2 separate regions of the Oryctolagus cuniculus genome follow, and region 2 is linked to region 1. Evidence: chromatin contacts called from public Micro-C data. All regions are on one chromosome and are shown on one strand. Each heading gives the region's core, a stretch centred on a gene start, on an enhancer-like site or on the middle of the called end of the contact. The rest is flanking DNA. Distances are from core to core; before and after follow the strand shown.

Evidence for each region. A called contact is a pair of places that touch in the nucleus more often than the background predicts.
Region 2: a Micro-C map of ear pinna shows a contact between it and region 1, with 6 times the contacts expected there. The contact joins the promoter of NFAT5 here to the enhancer-like site in region 1. A contact is called at or near these places in 2 of 6 Hi-C or Micro-C datasets (ear pinna and skin fibroblasts).

Annotation. Positions count from the first base shown.
Region 1 is chr18:52,481,785-52,486,303 of mOryCun1.1, reverse strand. All of the region lies in intron 5 of NIP7 (nucleolar pre-rRNA processing protein NIP7), which reads right to left. Among named protein-coding and RNA genes, the nearest start is that of TERF2, 13 kb to the right of the region's middle. Within about 2 kb of position 2,758, at least 2 of the 8 cell types and tissues checked have an H3K27ac peak or open chromatin away from gene starts, as enhancers often do. A contact at or near this core is called in ear pinna, where this site is marked.
Region 2 is chr18:52,666,246-52,670,764 of mOryCun1.1, reverse strand. It overlaps NFAT5 (nuclear factor of activated T cells 5), which reads right to left and starts at 2,661. Exons shown (of 15, transcript XM_070062635.1): 1 at 2,522-2,661. LOC127491369 (a long non-coding RNA gene) reads left to right here and starts at 2,709. Exons shown (of 2, transcript XR_007920033.2): 1 at 2,709-2,841; 2 at 4,305-4,519.

The sequences.
Region 1 (4,519 bases), core at 1,509-4,008:
AAAGGAAGACCTTTCTGTCTGTCTCTCTCTCTCACTGTCCACTCTGCCTGTCAAAAAAATAAAAATAAAAAAAATAAAGCAGCACTCTCGTAGAGGGCATCAAGGACAGCTCGGAGGGGGTCTGTGACTCGGGTGCTTAAATATGTGCAGGTACGGTCCAGCTCATGCAAGCGGGAGAGATGCGTGCCTCCTCGGAAGAGCCCAGCTTCTCGCCGGAGCAGGCAGAGCCCTCCGACCCTGCCAGGCCCCTCCTGTTGGGGAGGACCAAGCAGCAAGAACAGAGACTTGCTGTGGTTAAAAGTTAACTTGTGTTTGTTTCTCTACAACTGGCTGCTGTTTAACTTGGCCAAGGCAGAGGAGATTGTTTTGTAAGCCCGTGTGTGGTTTCTGAACACCAGCCTGGCGACCTTTACACACACGCTGAACGTTCACAGAGTGGGAGAGCTCTTGTTCTCCCTCAGTGAGCTGAATAAATACCAACGTGCTCCCCCTCCCATCACCACCCCAAAACTATTCTTTGATCTGCACTAAAGATAAACTGGTAATAATTCATGCTGTTCAGCTAAGGGTTGTAAAGCAGATTCTTGGATAAGCCAATTAATTTTGGAGAGCACTGGGGCTTGCTTCTTCCTGATACTAATTTGGAGTCATAAAGCCTTAGTATTTTGAGACGAAAAGAGAATTTTTAAAGACGATTTCGGCAAGCCCTCTGAACTTACTGGAAATTGAGAGCTCCCGAGAGAGAAGAGGCGGTTCGGACTCAGGAGAGATGTTAATACGGAACCATCGAGAGTGTGTTTCTTACAGCAGTGCCCACAGCTTCTTACGTTAAGCTTTCTATCTCTGTTGCTTTTTGTTTCCTTTGTGATCCTGGTGATCCAAGGACAGCATTTGGGGTTGAAACTGGAAACGCATGGAAGCTAACTCTCTGTTTTGCACCGACACTGACTGACGTCAGACTTATTTCAGAATCACTGCTACCCCCTGCTGGAAGTTTAAAATCCCACAGGCTCACAAGGCTAAAGGGAATTTTTGCAATAGTTAAAAAATGTTGAAGTCGTATTTCCTTAGGTTAAAAATGTTTAAAAACATGAAAGGATATAAAGAGAAGAGCAGAGAGCAAAATCTTCCTTCCCTCAGTCCCACTTTCCAGGGCTGACTGTCCTTAACATTTTAAAAGACGTTCTGCCACAATGTTTTCTTCTAATATACTTTTTAAAAAGATGTCTGCTCTTTTCTTTTTTCTTAATTTATTTGAGAGGTAGATTTACAAACAGAGAGAGAGAGAGAGTCCTTCCATCCGCTGGTTCACTCCCCAAATGGCTGCAACAGCCAGGGCTGGGCCAGGCCAAAGCCAGGAACCAGGAGCTTCTTCCTGGTTTCCCACACGGGTGCAAGGGCCCAAGGACTTGGGCCATCTTCCACTGCTTTTCCAGGCCATAGCAGAGAGCAGGATCCGAAGAGGAGCAGCTGGGACACGAACTGACACCCATATGTGATGCTGGCACTGTAGGCGGAGGCTTAGCCTACTATCCTACAGCACTGGAACGCTACTAATATACTTGTATATGCACAAATTGTCTTCAAGAAGTTCTTAGAAAATGTGTATTAGTGAAAAACTTTTCAGATTTAAAAAAATATTTCTGCAAGAAAATAAACTTGTCCATTCTATTTTCTATGAACTTTTTGGAGATACCCTTGTAGATGTTTATGCCTGTGTATATAACTTTTAAAGCATACACAAAAAAGGACAATATTGCATACAATGTTTTGTAAGTTGTTTTCCTCTTTTGGAGCAGGTCACACTCAAAGGTTTCCTTAGTTAAAACAAACAAACAAAAGTGTTGAACATCTTTTCAAAGCAGTACACTCATACATCAACAAATCCTCCCCCCGTGTGCCTTCGGTCTGACGGACTAACAGGCAAATCTCTCTGAGAGTAGGCACTCGGCTGTTTTGCTGCTATTACACCTGATTCTGCTAATGGGATGATGCACCATAAAATGTGTTTCATGAAAGGGACATCTGCCTAGTTTCAGGTATTTCTATTTTTTTTCCATCATGGGCATAAGAAGAGATAGTTTTGGGTACTTCTGTTCCAAAACTGCTGCCCTGAGTGTGCTTGTGCCTGTACTCATAGCACAGGAGAAAGTGTAGGGTCAAATGGCATGTGAACTGTGACCACCAAGGGTGCCATGATTCCCATACCTGATGGGGCATCAAAACTGGAATTCCAGAGAGCTTAAAATACATAGGCTGAGGCCGGCACTGTGGCATAGTGGCTAAAGCCGCTGCCTGCAGTGCCAGCATCCTATATGGGCACTGGTTCGAGTACCAGCTGCTCCACTTCCAATCCAGCTCCCTGCTATGGCCCAGGAAGGCAACAGAAGATGGCCCAAGTCCTTGAGCCTCTGCACCGACATGGGAGACCTGAAGGAAGCTCCTGTCTCCTCCTGGCTTTGGACTGGCAACGCTCCAGCCATTGCAGCCATCTGGGGAATGAGCCAGCGAACGGACAACCTCTCTCTCTCTGCCTCTGCTTCTCTGTAACCCTGCCTTTCAAACAAACAAATAAATCTTTAAAAAAAAATAATACAATAAATACATAGCTACCTTTGTACACCCCTCTCCATTCTAACTCAGCAGGCGGGGGAGGGCCCAGAATCCCTTCAGTGGGAGCTCCCTCAGCAATGCAAGACCGGGCACGGCCACACCCCCTGTCCAATTCTGGCTACACGGCAGCAGATGGGAATGTGCTCCTGTAGCCTAATCTTAATGTGGTTACTCACTGGTTACTCACCTGATGGTTATCAACAGTGTCTGCTGAGTGCGAGACCCTGTGCTCTTTGTCCCAGAGGCAAGGTTGTGCTGCGGGCGTGGCAGGCATTTCACCACCCATGGGTGGCGGTGCTTCGGGTGAGTGGGTGAGTTTGATGGCAACACGTCGGCCCTGGCTGGGGTTTGGGGAGGGAGCAGAGTGTGGGTGAAACTCTGGAATCCTGCAGCACTGCAGCGGCAGGAATTTTAAAAAGGCCCAGCCCTGGACTTGGTGACAGGTTTCTGTGTCTAACCCGCGGCCAGCAACACTACTCGATCTTCCCTGCCAGCCGGCATGGGGGGCAGGGCACAGTCCTTTCCCTCTGGGCCCTTCTAAGCCACACAAACTACAAGGGGATGAAATCCACGTGGGAAATGTGCCACGGACATCTAACAGATCCCCACAGAGTTCCCCATCACTCGTGACCCACCCAAAAGCCATGTTCCCTGGACTTGTCCTCTGGCAGTCTCTGTCTCCAGGGGGTGTGCTCCCTGGCACTTGAAATTAACAGCAAAGGAAAAAAACGGCTGCTGCCACTGCTCCCCGAGGCCTCCATGTCAGAACATCCAGCTGCTTTACTGAGCCATCCCACCGGGTTCTCCCCATGGTGCAGGCAGCTCGGAGAAGCTGACAAACCATACAGAGGCCACAGGTTCTCAGGAGAGTAGCCGTCAACCTTTCTTGTTTGCACACTCTATTACTTAACAAGGTCGGAAAACTATCTCCAAAAACAGGTCCCCGCCTCTGTGGCCACATAATTTATAATAAAAGTAGGAAAAGGAGATATTTTTAATAAATGGTGTGGGAATAGATGGATACCCATATGGGGAAAAAAAAAAAAAAACACGAAACTAGATCCTATTCCATACCATTTGCAAACAACAAATTCAGGTAGAGGGGCCGGCATTGTGGTGCAGCGGGTTAAAGCCCTGGCCTGCAGCACTGGCGTCCCATATGGGCACCGGTTCGAGTCCTGGCTATTCTACTTCCAATCCAGCTCTCTGCTATGGCCTGGGAAAGTAGTAGAAGATGGCCCAAGTGCTTGGGCCCCTGCACCCGTGTGGGAGACCTGGAAGAAGCTCCTGGCTCCTGGCTTTGGATCAGCTCAGCTCTGGCCATTGCGGCCATTTGGGGAGTGAACCAGCAGATGGAAGACCTCTCTCTTTCTGGCTCTACCTCTTTCTTTCTGTAACTCTGTCTTTCAAATAAATAAAATAAATCTTAAAAAACAAAATCAGATAGAAAAAAGGTTTAAATGTGAAAGACAAAAATCAACAACTTTTTAGAACACAACGTAGAAAATACCTTCATGACTTCTGAATAGGAAAGAATTTTTTTTTATCTTTTTTTTTTTTTTTTGACAGGCAGAGTGGACAGTGAGAGAGAGAGACAGAGAGAAAGGGCTTTCTTCCGTTGGTTCACTCCCCAAATGGCTGTTACGGCTCACACTGCACCAATCTGAAGCCAGGAGCCAGGTGCTTCTCCTGGTCTCCCATGGGGTGCAGGGCCCAAGCACTTGGGCCATCCTCCACTGCACTCCTGGGCCACAGCAGAGAGCTAGACTGAAAGAAGAGCAACCGGGACAGAATCCGGCACCCCGACAGGGACTAGAACCCGGTATGCTGGTGCCGCAGGCGGAGGATTAGCCTCGTGAGCTGTGGTGCCAGCTGAATTTCTTTCTTTCTTTCTTTCTTTTTTAAA
Region 2 (4,519 bases), core at 1,412-3,911, 180 kb before region 1:
ATAATGGGGAAATTAATAACCTAGCAGTCCAACTCCAAGATTTCAACATCCAAAGATGATATATGTGAAATCTATAAAATCAGCAGTATTTTATGTCTTAAAATGCTCAAAACAACATAAAACAAAGTTTTCTAAAGTATCGTCAGCTGTTTAAACTAGTCCAAGATTAAATTAACACTGCCAGAACTTTCTAAAGCCCTTTTTCTCTATTCACAGCTTAATCATCATCTCGATTACTTGGCTTCCCTTATCCTTAAATATAATGCAATAGTAATTACATCAATGCTTTTGTAAATAAATAATGTATCATTCTGAAATGCTCAGCACACAAAAGTTCTAAATTTGTAATTTCCAATCTTAGTATGTGTTGGTGTCACTCTTTTAATTATATTCATCAGCTTAATGTTTGGGCCTTTTCACATTCAGTTTGTGTATAAAAAGCTAGAATTAAGCTTTGGAATTCTAAAGTAAAACACCCAACACATAATTTGTAATGATTTTTGTAGTGTTTTTTTGTTTTCTTAAAGTTTCTCAAAGCAGGTACAACAGCCAACAGCACATCAAACACAGCAACAAAACCCAATCAAACATTCAGCTGCCCTAAAAGAAGGATCAGGCTCTTTAGGAGAAAACATTGTGTGAGTTTGCAAAGTTTCACACTTTCCCATTTCAGAAATTCCATTTCAGAGAAAGCCTTTGCATACTAACACAATATGCTTCAAAAATGGCACTTTGCTGACCTTCCAATAGTCCAGCTCTATGAAAATTCTGTGATGGGTGTAACTTCAGAGAATCTGAAAAACACAAAAAGCATTAAGTACTTTTTATGCTGAATGAGAAAAAAATGCCAAGGATAGCATACATCTCTTAAATAATTGTCATGTATCATTGTGAGCTAAAGCCCATATTTATGAATATATTCCCTGCAAAAGGAAGGTTGAACTGCCTCTCCATTGGTCTCTAAGCTAAACTTAGATTTTCATAAAGCACTTGTTTCATGGAAAATTATCTGATTACTGCCCAAATGGTGTTAATGTCTTGACTATTTTTAGCACCCAATTGTACCACATTAGCCCTGCTCTAAGAATGATCTCTTGATGGTGTCTCTTCTTTTTGACACTCAAAACTACAATATTTCCAAGCTATTTCAGGTAATGATGTTCAAAAAACATACAGCAGGACAGTGGCTGCCAACTGAAGTCACTGAAGCAAGAGACAATGGCTACAGTTACTAAGTAGGACTCTGTGTACAAACTCAACCGCCAGTCTAGAAAGTCCAGTACCTTCCAGAGTAAGCCACCTCACTCCGATTCACTTAAACAACTTAAATACACTAATGTGAACCTGAAGTCCCCTTTGTTAGCTAGCACACGGTGGAAACTGCAGATGGATTCATCAAACCAGAATCAGGAGAAACGCCGAATTTCTCAGGAAGGGGGTTTACAGCGACAGGTTCTTTGCTTAATACGGAAACATGCACAGGTAAGAAGCCAGCTATGTCTTGTGCCCCTTTCCAGTGGTTTAAGGACTCATGTGTGCAGCGGGAGCATTTTGGTGTGCCGCCCCTCGTACAGGGAACCTGTTCTGACACATTCTTGTGGTGTCCAGTATAGGAATTTAACCCCAGTAGAGATCAACTCGAGTGTTAATATTTCGGATGCTGGGAATCCCCTGCAGGCCTTGACCAGAAGAGTTTTCAAATGAGACATCTCTGCCCGGTGCCCCCTCTCCACCACAAGCCCTGGAACAGCAGAGGAGAGAAAATTCTCAAAGGACAGCGTCTGTGTCTCAGCTGGTACTCCAGGGAGATGAGAGGAATAAAACTAATCCAGAGAGAGCACCCCTATCTGGGTAAAAGACAGGGAGAAGTAAGTAATTAGAATGCCACGGAGGTGGGGAGAGAAAAAAAGAAAATTCGGTCCCTTTCCAGCAACCCGATGACGGGGAAAGGAAGAACGGCCTGGCGGAGGGGGGGCCGTCCCAACACCGGGAGGGAGTGGACTAGGCCGGAGCGAGAGGGGGGTAGAACGACGGCGCACAAACAAGCTCGAGGGGAGAAAATGGTGATCCTGTACCCAGAACCGGCCCCAGGCCACGCCGCCCGCCTGGGGGCAACTTTGCCCGGGAGGAGGGTCCTGGTAAGGGGAGCTGCGGCGCCCCGGGGAATCGCTGCGGCCCCCGCGCGGGGCCCAGCCCGAGCGATCCCCGAGCTGTAGAGGCCCGGGCCGGCTGCGCCGACGGCTGCACGGAGCCATCGGTGCCGCAGAGACCCGGGGGCCGACGGAATCCGGGCCCCGAGCCGCCCGCGGCTCCGCGGGGGAGGGGCCGCCGCTCCTCCGCTCGCCCCCTCCACTACCACCACCACCATCACCCCGACCCCGGCGGCTCCGCGCCCCGGCCAGGGAGGCTTCCCCCGGGACCGGGCCTCTCCACCCCCACCCCCGGACGGGACCCCCGGAGCACCCTCGCGCCCCGGCTCCCCGCCCCCACGCCCCACCCCCCACCCCCCAGCCTGACTCACCTCGCGAGTACAGGGACTTGGGCGATTCCAGGTCTAGGTCCGCGCTGAGCAATGAGATGAAGTCCGAGGGCATCGCAGCTCGACCCAGCCCGGCCCGGGGGCAGCGGGAGGGGGGGAGCGGCGGTGGCGGCGGCACCTCCTCTCCGGGACCGCGGGCACCGAACCGGGGGTGGCCAGCGAGGGCGGCTGCTGCTGCCTCCTCCTCCTCCTCCTCCTCCTCCTCGAGGGCAGTGACTTCCACCGGGCCGAGGAACGGAGAAACGGCGGCGGGCTCCGCAGAAAACTCCAAAGAGACGGATTCCCGGCGAGCCAGGAGAGAGGTTCGGGGCGGGGAAGGGGTGGGGGGAGAGCCAACGGGTCCGTTTCTTGCTTCTCCTCAGCGAGAACTGACTGTCGCCGCCACCGCCGCCGCCGCTGACAGGAATCTGAGCCCCGCCCCCCCGCGGGGCACTGCGCAGGCGCGGAGGGGGGCGGCCGCGAGCCGGGAAGAGCCGGGCAGCCGCCGGAGGGCGGAGAGGCGCGCCACGGAACAGCATCAACAAGGGCCTCGCTTCCTGCCGCCGCGGCCCGGGCTGCCGTTCCCGAGCCGGGAGCGGGCCCCACCGCCGGGGAGGGAGGGGAGGGAGGCGGGGAGGTGTCCGAGCGCTGGGGCCCCGAGGAGGGAAAAGGTGGTTGCGGCGACCTGGCGACGGCGAACCTGAGGCGGCCGGCCCGGCTCGGGCACAGGAGGGACCCCCGAGATTGGTGGCTGCCGGGGAGGGGGGGTCCCCAGGGGAATGGGGTGTTCTCGCTCGGACGGACCAGGGTCTTCGTAGACACGTCTACACTGCATTGGCCCAAGGACTGTCGCTCTTGTTTCTTGATGAGGAAATGGCAGACCGTGTTCTGAAAATTTTGAGTTACTGGGTTTTTTTCCTCGATTTTTTTTTTTTTTTTTTTAATTCAAGTTCCTTCTCCCCCTCTTCCCTCTCTTCCCCACCCGGGCCTTTGGCGGCTGAAAGGTTTAAAAGCGATCTCCCTTGTTCTGGAACGTCTGGGTTTATTCGTAGTGGGAGATAGAAGACAGTTTAAAAATTGGATCGGGTCACTCTACCTGGCTGTGGCAGAGAGGAGAAGAAAAAAAGGAAAACCCAAACCCTGCGCTTCCAGTGTTTCACTTGTGGACTAGGCAAGGATGGGGAAGAACACACAGAACTGAGTTTTTAGCTGTTCTGTTCGTGGGGCTGAAAGTTTCCGTTGCAAACACAAAATCCTCACCTACACCACAGGCTGTTTCCTGACTCTATTTAATAGACTTCTGGGAAATTTTTAATCAAGTTATTAAAATATCAATTGGAGTGCGGGGTGTGCATCCTGGGAAATAATTTTCATCTTGTGTGGATTATTGATGCCACGTGGGCCAGGTTTTGAAACTATTCGAGTTGGGTTAGTTCTTGTTATCCCCCCCCCCCCAGGATAGTTACAAGTCATAAATATGCAGTTTGTTGTTTTCTTTTTCATATGTATATTTAAATTATAGAGCCCCACCCCCCACCCCTGAATCTGGCCATTTCATCTGGACTTGGAGTGTTGGGTCTGGGGGAAGAATCTCAGAGCCAAGAAGGCCCCCATGCAAGTGTCTGGGGTGGGGCCCTGTACAGTTCTACCTGCAGACCTAGAATTTAAACTTGTGTTACCACAGCCTCCCCATCTCTACATCTGGACACCTGATGCAAGTTGCCCAATTATGGTCCCTGAATTCTGTGTGGTAATCAATCAACCCTGGACATTTTCCTCCTGACAGAAATGAGAAAGCTTTTCAGAGCCACCCCAAGATGGCAAGCAGAACAGGAAACGACCTCTCAGATGTCCACGGCCACTGTGTGCTGTTGAAACAAGTCTCAAGGGAAGTCCCTTTCCTGACTGGTAAGACCTCCGACTCCTTGGCGAGAGGGAGAGTCAGCCCTCACGTTACCCAACAGGCCGAGGATTATTGGAACCCCATAGGTGTTTGAACTG